2 separate regions of the Mus musculus genome follow, and region 1 is linked to region 2. A link is a contact called in public promoter capture Hi-C data. All regions are on one chromosome and are shown on one strand. Each heading gives the region's core, a stretch centred on a gene start, on an enhancer-like site or on the middle of the called end of the contact. The rest is flanking DNA. Distances are from core to core; before and after follow the strand shown. Region 1 overlaps Ppl (periplakin). Region 2 holds the start of Mgrn1 (mahogunin, ring finger 1).

Evidence for each region. Promoter capture Hi-C pulls out the DNA fragments that hold promoters and counts their contacts.
Region 1: a promoter capture Hi-C map of liver shows a contact between it and region 2, with 2.3 times the contacts expected there. The contact joins the enhancer-like site here to the promoter of Mgrn1 in region 2. A contact is called at or near these places in 1 of 39 promoter capture datasets (liver), 1 of 115 datasets of contacts at active chromatin or transcription factors (pancreatic cancer cells) and 1 of 9 other capture datasets (pancreatic islet).

Annotation. Positions count from the first base shown.
Region 1 is chr16:5,107,902-5,112,130 of GRCm38.p6, reverse strand. All of the region lies in intron 2 of Ppl (periplakin), which reads left to right. Among named protein-coding and RNA genes, the nearest start is that of Ppl, 22 kb to the left of the region's middle. Within about 2 kb of position 2,095, at least 11 of the 459 cell types and tissues checked have an H3K27ac peak or open chromatin away from gene starts, as enhancers often do. A contact at or near this core is called in liver, where this site is marked.
Region 2 is chr16:4,883,071-4,887,660 of GRCm38.p6, reverse strand. It overlaps Mgrn1 (mahogunin, ring finger 1), which reads right to left and starts at 1,561. Exons shown (of 17, transcript NM_029657.4): 1 at 1,188-1,561. The coding sequence starts at 1,275.

The sequences.
Region 1 (4,229 bases), core at 846-3,345, 220 kb before region 2:
AGGAGCTATGCTTCATCTGGTATCTTAGTCATCAGATGACCAAGAGCCAGCCTGAGCAGTGTGGGACCAAGGGTTGGAAATTTATGGGACACCAGGCCCCACTGTTGTCTCTAGTCTCTGTTGTGGCTGCTTCTGCCTCCACAGCTTTCTCTGGGAGACCAGGGGTGTGATCCCAGGGCCTAGTCTACGACCCAGTATAGCCAGAGGATAGGGTGGGGGTGGGGGTGGTAAGTAGAGTCACAGGGGTAAGGGAGCCAGGGAGGCCCTGGCTCAGGATGGCCCTTCAGGAACTGAGGAATGTGGTCGTCTTCCTCCTACTTGGGATCCTTGAGCACTCATCTCTCTCCTGTCAGAGTACCTGTTCCCTCCCAACATGCCTCTGGGGATTTTTTTTTTCTGCTATTCCCTCTCCTGGCACCCAGCAATGGTGTTTCGTTTGTTTTCTTCTTTCCTTTCCTAAATGAAAGTCATCTTGTTGGGATGTGTCTGTTTTTCCTCACAACCAGACTAGTGTGTGCTCATAACTAACGTTTTAGGACAGATAAACAATATGTTGTGGGAAACTAAAATCCCATAGAGTCCATCCTCAAAGGCCCCCACCAGCCGGCCCTGAGTCTTCAGGGTTATGTTCAGCCTTCTGTCATGTGCACATTGGTACAGGCGTGTGCATGTGCGTGTGTGTGTGTGTGTGTGTGTGTGTGTGTGTGTGTGTGACAGAGAGAGAGAGAGAGAGAGAGAGAGAGAGAGAGAGAGAGAGAGAGAGAGAGAGAGAGGCAGAGAGTAGGAAGGAGAAATCTATGCAGGTTCAGGCTTGCCTTTGTGTCTGCTGGGGAAATGGCTCAAACAGTAACAGCCTGCCTGTGCGTGTGCTTGTGTACCTGTATGCAGTGCTCGGGGACTGAGCCCAGTACTGTGCGCATATTAGGCAGGTGCTGTACCACTGAGCAACACCCCAACCCTGAGCTGCTTCAGTTTTTTCTTTTTTTGTTTGTTTTGGGTTTTGGAAACAAAGTTTCTCTGTGTAGCCCTGGCAGTCCTGGAACTCACTCTGTAGACCAGGCTCTGAGCTGCTTCTTAATTTCAACAGAACAAAGTTGAAGAAAAACAAACAAACAAACAAACAAACAAACAAAAAACCAAAACAAACCAGCAGCCACTTTTGTAGAGTACCTGGGCCAAATCCTTTCCTTCCTTCGTCCTTTCTTCTCTCTTCCCCTCCCTCCTTTCCCCCTTCCTGTCTCCCTTTCCTTTTCTCTTGTTTGTAGAAGGTATCATTATATTGTCCAAATGTTTTCCTGAACTTTCCATGTTTTAAATTAGTGAGAGATACTTGAGTAACATAAGCTGAACTGCTAAAGAGCCACAAGTACAATGTTAGCGTCACCCCATTCCCAGGGAGCCCCCTCACCCTTAGGCAATGCCCCCTGCTCTCTCTTTCCCAGCCACTCCCCTACTCTGTCTCTTCGTTAAGTGACCTGCATATCCCTATGCACAGAACTTTCCAGTGACATGTCCTGTGGGCAGATGTCTGAAGCTGCAGACAGCCCGAAGGATGGATGGAGCGGTTTCCTTTGTAGCCCCTCCACCAACACTGCCCAGTGCCCACACTGGACCACACTGCTCTCCTACCTGTCCACCAGTCAACCTGTCTTGCACCAGCCCTATCAATTCCTCTGGCCTGAAGGACCATTTTATCAGGGTGTAAATCACAGAAAGACCCCAGAAGTGGCCTCCATCTATGAGTTCACCCCTGTGAATCTGTGCTTTGGTAGAAAGTCACCGAGGCAGGATTCATTACCTGGTTACGAATTCTCTAAAAAGCCTTTGGTGCTCACCCCCCAGAGGTGACCCTCCCTAGGCCCCCACACTCTCACTGCCCACTAGTTTGGCTGACTTGAGCCCTTAGTCACCCGCCCAGGGTCCCCCGAGCAGGTCTCCTCACCTAAGCCAGATGTGCCCCCACCCCAGACTCACCGGTAGGACTCAGTAATGATTAACAGACTTGGCTTCTGAAACATTCATCTTTGACACTGTGGGGCCCAGGCGGCCTTGGGTCAGCCAGTGACTGAGAGGGTAATATTCTGCCCAAGCCAGGGAGCATGTTGTGTTGCCTGCCCCAGGTCAGCGATGCCTGGCCTTCCACTTGATAGCCTCAGCTCCAGGTCACTGGGAGAGCCAGGCTCCCACCCTGCTCAGCGCCCCAGGTAGCCATGGATGGGAATCCCCATGACACTAGGCCATCTCGCTACCCATCCCTCCTTTTTTCCTTTTCGAATTTCTGTTTTTATTCTTACTTTTCCAATCCTCAGGATGGAACCCAAGGTCTCGCCTGCTAAGAACACACACTGCCACTGGGCTGCACCTCCCTGTCCTCGGCTCTGTCTTCTTCCTCCTCCTTCTTTCAGGCAATCCCGATGAAGCCCAGGCTGGCTTCGAACCGATGACATAACTGGGTCTGGTTCATTTTCCTTGTCCTTCCTCCCTTTGTTTGCTTGCTTGTTGTGTGTGCTCACACCATGGCACATGTGTGAAGATCATAAGGCAACTTGTAGGAGTTGGTTCTCTCTGTCTACCATGTAGGTGCTGAGATTGAACTCGGTTCATCAGCCTGGTGGCAGATGTCCTACCCACTCAGCAATCCTATCAGGAACCTTCCTGAGTTTTGTTCCTTATTTTTAAAGATTTATTTGTTTCTGTTGTGTATGTCTGGGTGTTTTGCCTGAATCACATGCAAACCTCACACCTGGGGAGGCCAGAAGAGGACTTTTGACCCACAGGAATTAGGGAATCCTGTGAGTTGTGTGGGCACTGAGAACTGAATCCAGGGCCTCTGGAAAAGCAGCCAGTGCTCATAACCACTGAGCCATCTCTTCAACCCCAGTTCCCTTTGTTTTTCGAAATAAGGTCTTGCTATGCACTGGAGGCTGACCTTGAGTTTGACCCTTCTTCCTCAGCCCCTCCAGTGCCAAGGTCACCTTCATTCACCACCACAGCTTTTCTTCCCACTTTTAAACACGATGTCTGCTTTACGCTTTACACTTTACAAGGTGTGGTGGTCCAGGGCACCGCCCAGTATATTTAGGACCTCGTTAGAGCTCTGTGATGTTCTCACAGGTCAGAGCCAGTGGGCTCTCTGCCATTTCCACTCATGACGTTCCTAGCCCCATGCCAAGCAGCTTTCTGCCTCCTGCCCTTAGGCCTACCAGCTGGGGGCTTTTCACCTAAATGGAATCCCATGCCCATGGTCACCTGTATGCTTCTCTCCAGTCTCATTTTCCTGGTGGAATTACTTCTGCCACTGAGAGGCATCCCCAGCCCTGTTTCTCTCTTCTGGTTTCTGTGCTTCTCGACAGAATCTGGGTCTTTGCACCTGTTAGGCAAGCATCTATACCCAGAACTGCTTCCCAGCCTCAACTTTCCTCTTCTGAAGGCAGGTAGAGATGGGACGTCCAGAGCCAGCCAGCCATCAGGAGGCCTTACTGCTGTAGGTACCCAGTGTTGCTTATCCTGCCTTCAGCCTAACTCACTGACATCCTCGCTTCCCCTGATGAACTCTGAGACCCTTAGGGATTCATCCCTGGACTCCAGCTTGGTGCTAAAAATATAGCCAGGTTTCGTGGCTGCTGGAGTAGACAGACTGTGTCTAGACACACTGCCTGGGGCTGGAGGGATGACTCAAGGGTTAATAGCACTTGCTGCTCATTCAGAGGACCAGGGTTTGGTTCCCAGCACCCATGATGGGCAGTTTACAACTGCCTGTAAATCTAACTCCAGGGGATCTGATGCTCTCTAGTGGCCTCTGCATGCACGTGCACGCGCGCGCACACACACACACACACACACACACACACACACATATACACACTAAATATCTACCCACCCACTTTTCCTTCTATCACCACTATGACCAGCCTAGCAGTTGCCTAGGTCAACAGGTGACACCACCAGCAATTCCAGCTCTCACCCTAATGTTGAAGGCCAGCTGCATGGCTCCTGGAAGCCACAACTTAGGTATGGAAGGAGCCGTGCGATTGGTCCTTCCTTGGGGTCCTTCTGTGCTCTGTGTCCACAGGTCATGTGAACAGACCTCACTTCTGCTCTGGTCTCCCTCCCATCCCTGCCCCCACTAGTCTCTTACTGGTCCCTCGATCGTGGCTTGCTCTGTCTTTCCTCAGGGCCTTTGCACAGGCTGTCCCCTCTGCCTGGAACACATTTTTCCTCTGTCCTTC
Region 2 (4,590 bases), core at 312-2,811:
CTCAGCCACACAGGAAATCTGGCCGGCTTGGTCTGAAAACACCTCAGGACCAAACATCACATTCAACACTTAGAACCGGATCTAAAGGCCCAGCGTTCTACCCCGCCAAGAAGTTGTGTAGAAGTAAATGTAGCTGACAAGGCACCAGGCATTGCTGTGTGTAGCAGGACACACCTGTAGTCTCAGCACCAGAAGCCTAAGGCTGGAGAACTGAGTACCAGGCCAGCCAGAGCTATATAACAGGACTTTTGTCTTAGAAAAAGGCCTGGTCTAAGAATGTGACTAAGTTAATATAATGCTTGACTACCATGCACAGTGCGCTGAGTTCAAGTCTCCAGCACCTCATAAAACAGGGCAAAGTGCACATTTCAAATCTCAACACTGGGAGGGTAGAGGCAGGAGGACCAGTGTTTGCTCAATGTCACTCTCATAAGGAGTTGGAGCCATGCTGGGCTACATGACATACTGTCCTTATTTTAAACACATACACAGAGAGAGAGAGAGAGAGAGAGAGACAGACAGAGAGAGAGAGAGAGAGAGAGAGAGAGAGAGAGAGAGCAGAGACTATGAATGAGAATAGGAGCAAGGCTCCTCTGGGATCCCACATCTGATATCTGATGCTGGTTCCAACTCTGCCCCCATCCAGCTCCCATAATCTACCAGTGAGTCTGCCCTGAATGAGAGGGAAAGGTCAGTAGTTCTCTCTAACCATTCAAACCATTATCCTGTCCTCCAATGGAACCCAGCACCTCCCTATCGATCACCTCCCTAGGTCAAACACCAGTGTCCCTCACTCGCACGGGAAGAGGAAAGCCTGGGTCCAAATCCTAATGAGTTGTCACAATCCAGGGCCGGTCTTCATGCCTCCAAAGCCGGCACCACCGGGTCGGTGGTGAGGGTGTCCTCACTACCAATGCAGTCTGATCCCAGAGATGCCAAGTATCGGTGCATACACAAAGTGAGTGGCCCAAGGTCACCAGTTAAAAAGAGGCCGCGCAAGGTGCGTCTGCGGCCAGCAGGGCTAGCCAGGGCCGCAGCCACGCCTCAAACTCCACAGGTACCGGGAAGGGGCACAGGAGGAGGGTCCGCGACAGGGCAGGGCGCTCGCGCGTCTGATCCCCGGGCCTCCTGGAGTCCCCAGTCCCCGTTCCAGCCCCCTTCCGCGGTCCGCGTCCTCGGAAGCTCACCGGACTTCGGAGGGTAGCGATAGGCCGAGTTGGCCTGTATGTCGATGTCCTCTACGCCCGCGATGCGGCGACTCAGGATGGAGCCCATGGTGCGCGTTTCTACCGGCCAGCCGGAGAGGAGAGGTTGTCGGCTGCGGCGTCCTCACACGGACATGGCCCAAAACAGGCCGCACCAACGCGTACCCACCGCCGCCACCGCCGCCGCCGCCGCGGCACCTCTCCACAGCCCCCGCCCCCGGCCGCCCCGGCCTAGGCCCGGCGCCCCGCCCCCGCCCCCGCCCCGCAGTTCCAGGGGAAATGGAGTCCAGGCCAGGCAGCCAATGCGCCTGCGTACTACGCTTCCCAAGCTTGCCACCACCACCACCACCACCACCACCACCACCACCACCTCTCACGTGAGTAGCCACAGTGGGTCGAACCAAGAGGCTCCGGCTAAGGGGGTTATCTCCTTCACACGACGCTAACCTCGGCTGCCCAGCTGGATACTGAAACCGGAATGCCTCAGTCCCTTCATCTTCTGTCTACATTTAGACACCCTCAGAATTTCGAGCGTCTCCCATGTAAACCAAGTCTGAAAATGTCGACAATTCTACAGTAGCTCTCCCCCACTTCCCGAGGTTCTTCTCCCATCCTCAGCCGCAAAGGGAATACCTTTAACCAGAGGACAACTGGGTAACCACCAAGCCTTGGAGCCTTGGTCAAGAAGTCAAAACATTAAAAAATAAATAAATAAATAAAAAGCCGGGCTTGGTAGCGCACGCCTTTAATCCCAGCAGAGGCAGAGGCAGGCGGATTTCTGAGTTCGAGGCCAGCCTGGTCTACAGAGTGAGTTCCAGGACAGCTAGGGCTACACAGAAACATTTACAATGGACACGGAATTTTCAGAAGACAGATTTCTCCCCCTTTGACACATAGGGAAACTGAGGCACAAAGCAGGGCAGACGGCAAATAATATGCTAAAAGCAAGTTCAGAAAAATCAGGATACGGATTGCAACATTAATTTACAAGCTATGCCCTGGCTTCTCTCACACACACGCACGCGCGCACACACGCACTGCTTTGAGGATGCCAGGGTATGTTTTTATGATTCTCAGAGGAGTTGAGTTTCTTAGAAGTGCCTCCCATCTTGAACCTGCTGTTCCAGGAGAGCAGCTAGGGAGACCAGCAGGTAGTGAAGTATCAGGTGGTGACTTCACCATAGTTCAAACTATACTAAACCTGAATGCAAAGTCCTTGAAGATCCTCCCCCTGTCCCTTGTAGATAAGGTGACAAGCATAGGCCTTAAGTGAAGACCTCAAGTGAGCAAAAAAATACCCTCGCGCGGTGGGTGTGCCTCGGTGCGGCCTGGTCTGGGCCATGTCTGTCGTCACCCCAACCTCTTCTGCTGGCCAGCAGAAATGTGCATCATGGGCTCCATCCTGAGTTGCTGCATCGTAGGTACGGAGGACATCAATTTTCAGGCCAACTTGGCCTATTGCTATCCTCCAAAGTCCGGTGAAGGAAGAGAGAAAATATCAAGAATTGATAGGCTGAAGCCTGGCGTGGTGGCGCACGTCTTTACTCGGGAGGCAGAGGCAGGCGGATTTCTGAGTTCGAGGACAGCCTGGTCTACAAAGTGAGCTCCAGGACAGCCCGGGCTATACAGAGAAACCCTGTCTCGAAAAAACAAAACAAAAAGAATTGATAGGCTGAAAGCTGTGTGAGGAGGTGGCCAAAATGGCTGAATGATGGAATAATATATGTAATTGAATATAATAATATTCAAACCATAAAGGGCTAGTGCCACTCACCAGAGACAAGACTTCCCTCGAGACCATGTTGTTGAGACCTAGTTGGGACCCTCCAGGACACCAGAGGTCCTCCAAAGTTCAACTAAGGAGCAGCAGAGGGCAGCCAAGAAGTTAGATGAGAAGCTACATTTCCTGGCTGGAAACTCTTTCCTCTTACACTGGAAGCAGAGATTCACAGTCTAAGGCATAATCTGTCTGCACCGCCCGCCATCCACCTCCACTGTGCCTCCCACCCAGGCACCCTCCTCCATCCCTGAAGAGTCGAGCTTTTGGCTCTTCTTTGGCTAATGCTACCCTAGAGTAGCTGTGTAAGAGATCTCTGAATTTCTTCAAACTCAAAATAGCACAATGGACCAGTTGAGAACAAAAGCCATAATCTCTTCATAAACATATTTAGAATCATAAGACAGCACACACTAATGACTATTATGAAGATGTGCCTAGACTAATGGAAGCAAGGCCTGATTATGGAGTTGCACAAAGGATGCAATTTCAATACATCTAGCTCACAAGCTGTGCCTGAAGGAGAGACATCTTCTTGAACCCTGCATTTAAGAGAGTCACTGGAAACAACATAGCTTCAGCCTTCCACCATCCTCTCTGTGACCACAGCACACATTGCAACCAACTTAAGCTGCAGAGGAACCATGACTGCCTGGCTCAAGTGTGTCAGCCACCACAAAGCTGCATAGCAACATACTCTTGACAGGCAACTTGTCTGATACATGGGAGAAGTGAATCCACGGACAATTTGGGTCAGAGCTTGCATTTGCAACTGTACCAGGATATCTCAATCAGAATTTCAATTTCACCAAGAATCTGGAAAGCTAAAATGAAATGACCCATATGTCACTAGGAAGAGTTCAGGTGTTTGATGTAGCCTGAGCATATCTATCCTAAAGATCTACATTGGCGAAACACTCCTCGCATCCCCCATAATGCCTGTCTGTAGCTCAGGCTGGTCTCTAACTCATAATTCTAAGTGCTGAGTGTAAGTATGTACAACCACACCCACCTTAGGACCAAACACTTTTCATATGCTGTCATCTTGCCTGAGGGATCTATGCATATTCTCTTACTTAGTACTCTGGTGTTCCATTTTCTTTTTTTTTTTTTTTTTTGGTTTTTCGAGACAGGGTTTCTCTGTGTAGCCCTGGCTGTCCTGGAACTCACTCTGTAGACCAGGCTGGCCTCGAACTCAGAAATCCACCTGCCTCTGCCTCTCAAGTGCTGGGATTAAAGGCGTGTGCCACCACGCCCGGCCATTTTCTATTTTCATCCCCAATTTATACAAGAGGAGACATAAAAGTAAAGTGCCCCTACTCCAGTCACACAGTTGATAGATGGTGTGATAGCTAGTGCTAATTGTCAATCTAATAGGTCCTGCTCTCTTAGGCATGCTTGTGGGGACTGTCTTGTCTTCATTGATGTAGAAAGACACATCTTAACTGTGCTGAGTGGCAGCATTCCTTAAACGGGACCCAGGACAGCATAAAATAGGGATGCCTGGGCCACTGAGAGCACACCAGGTAAAGGTGCTTGCCACTGAACCTGCATCTGATCCCTAGAACCAGATGGTAGAAGGCAATTGACTCCACCCTTACACCATAG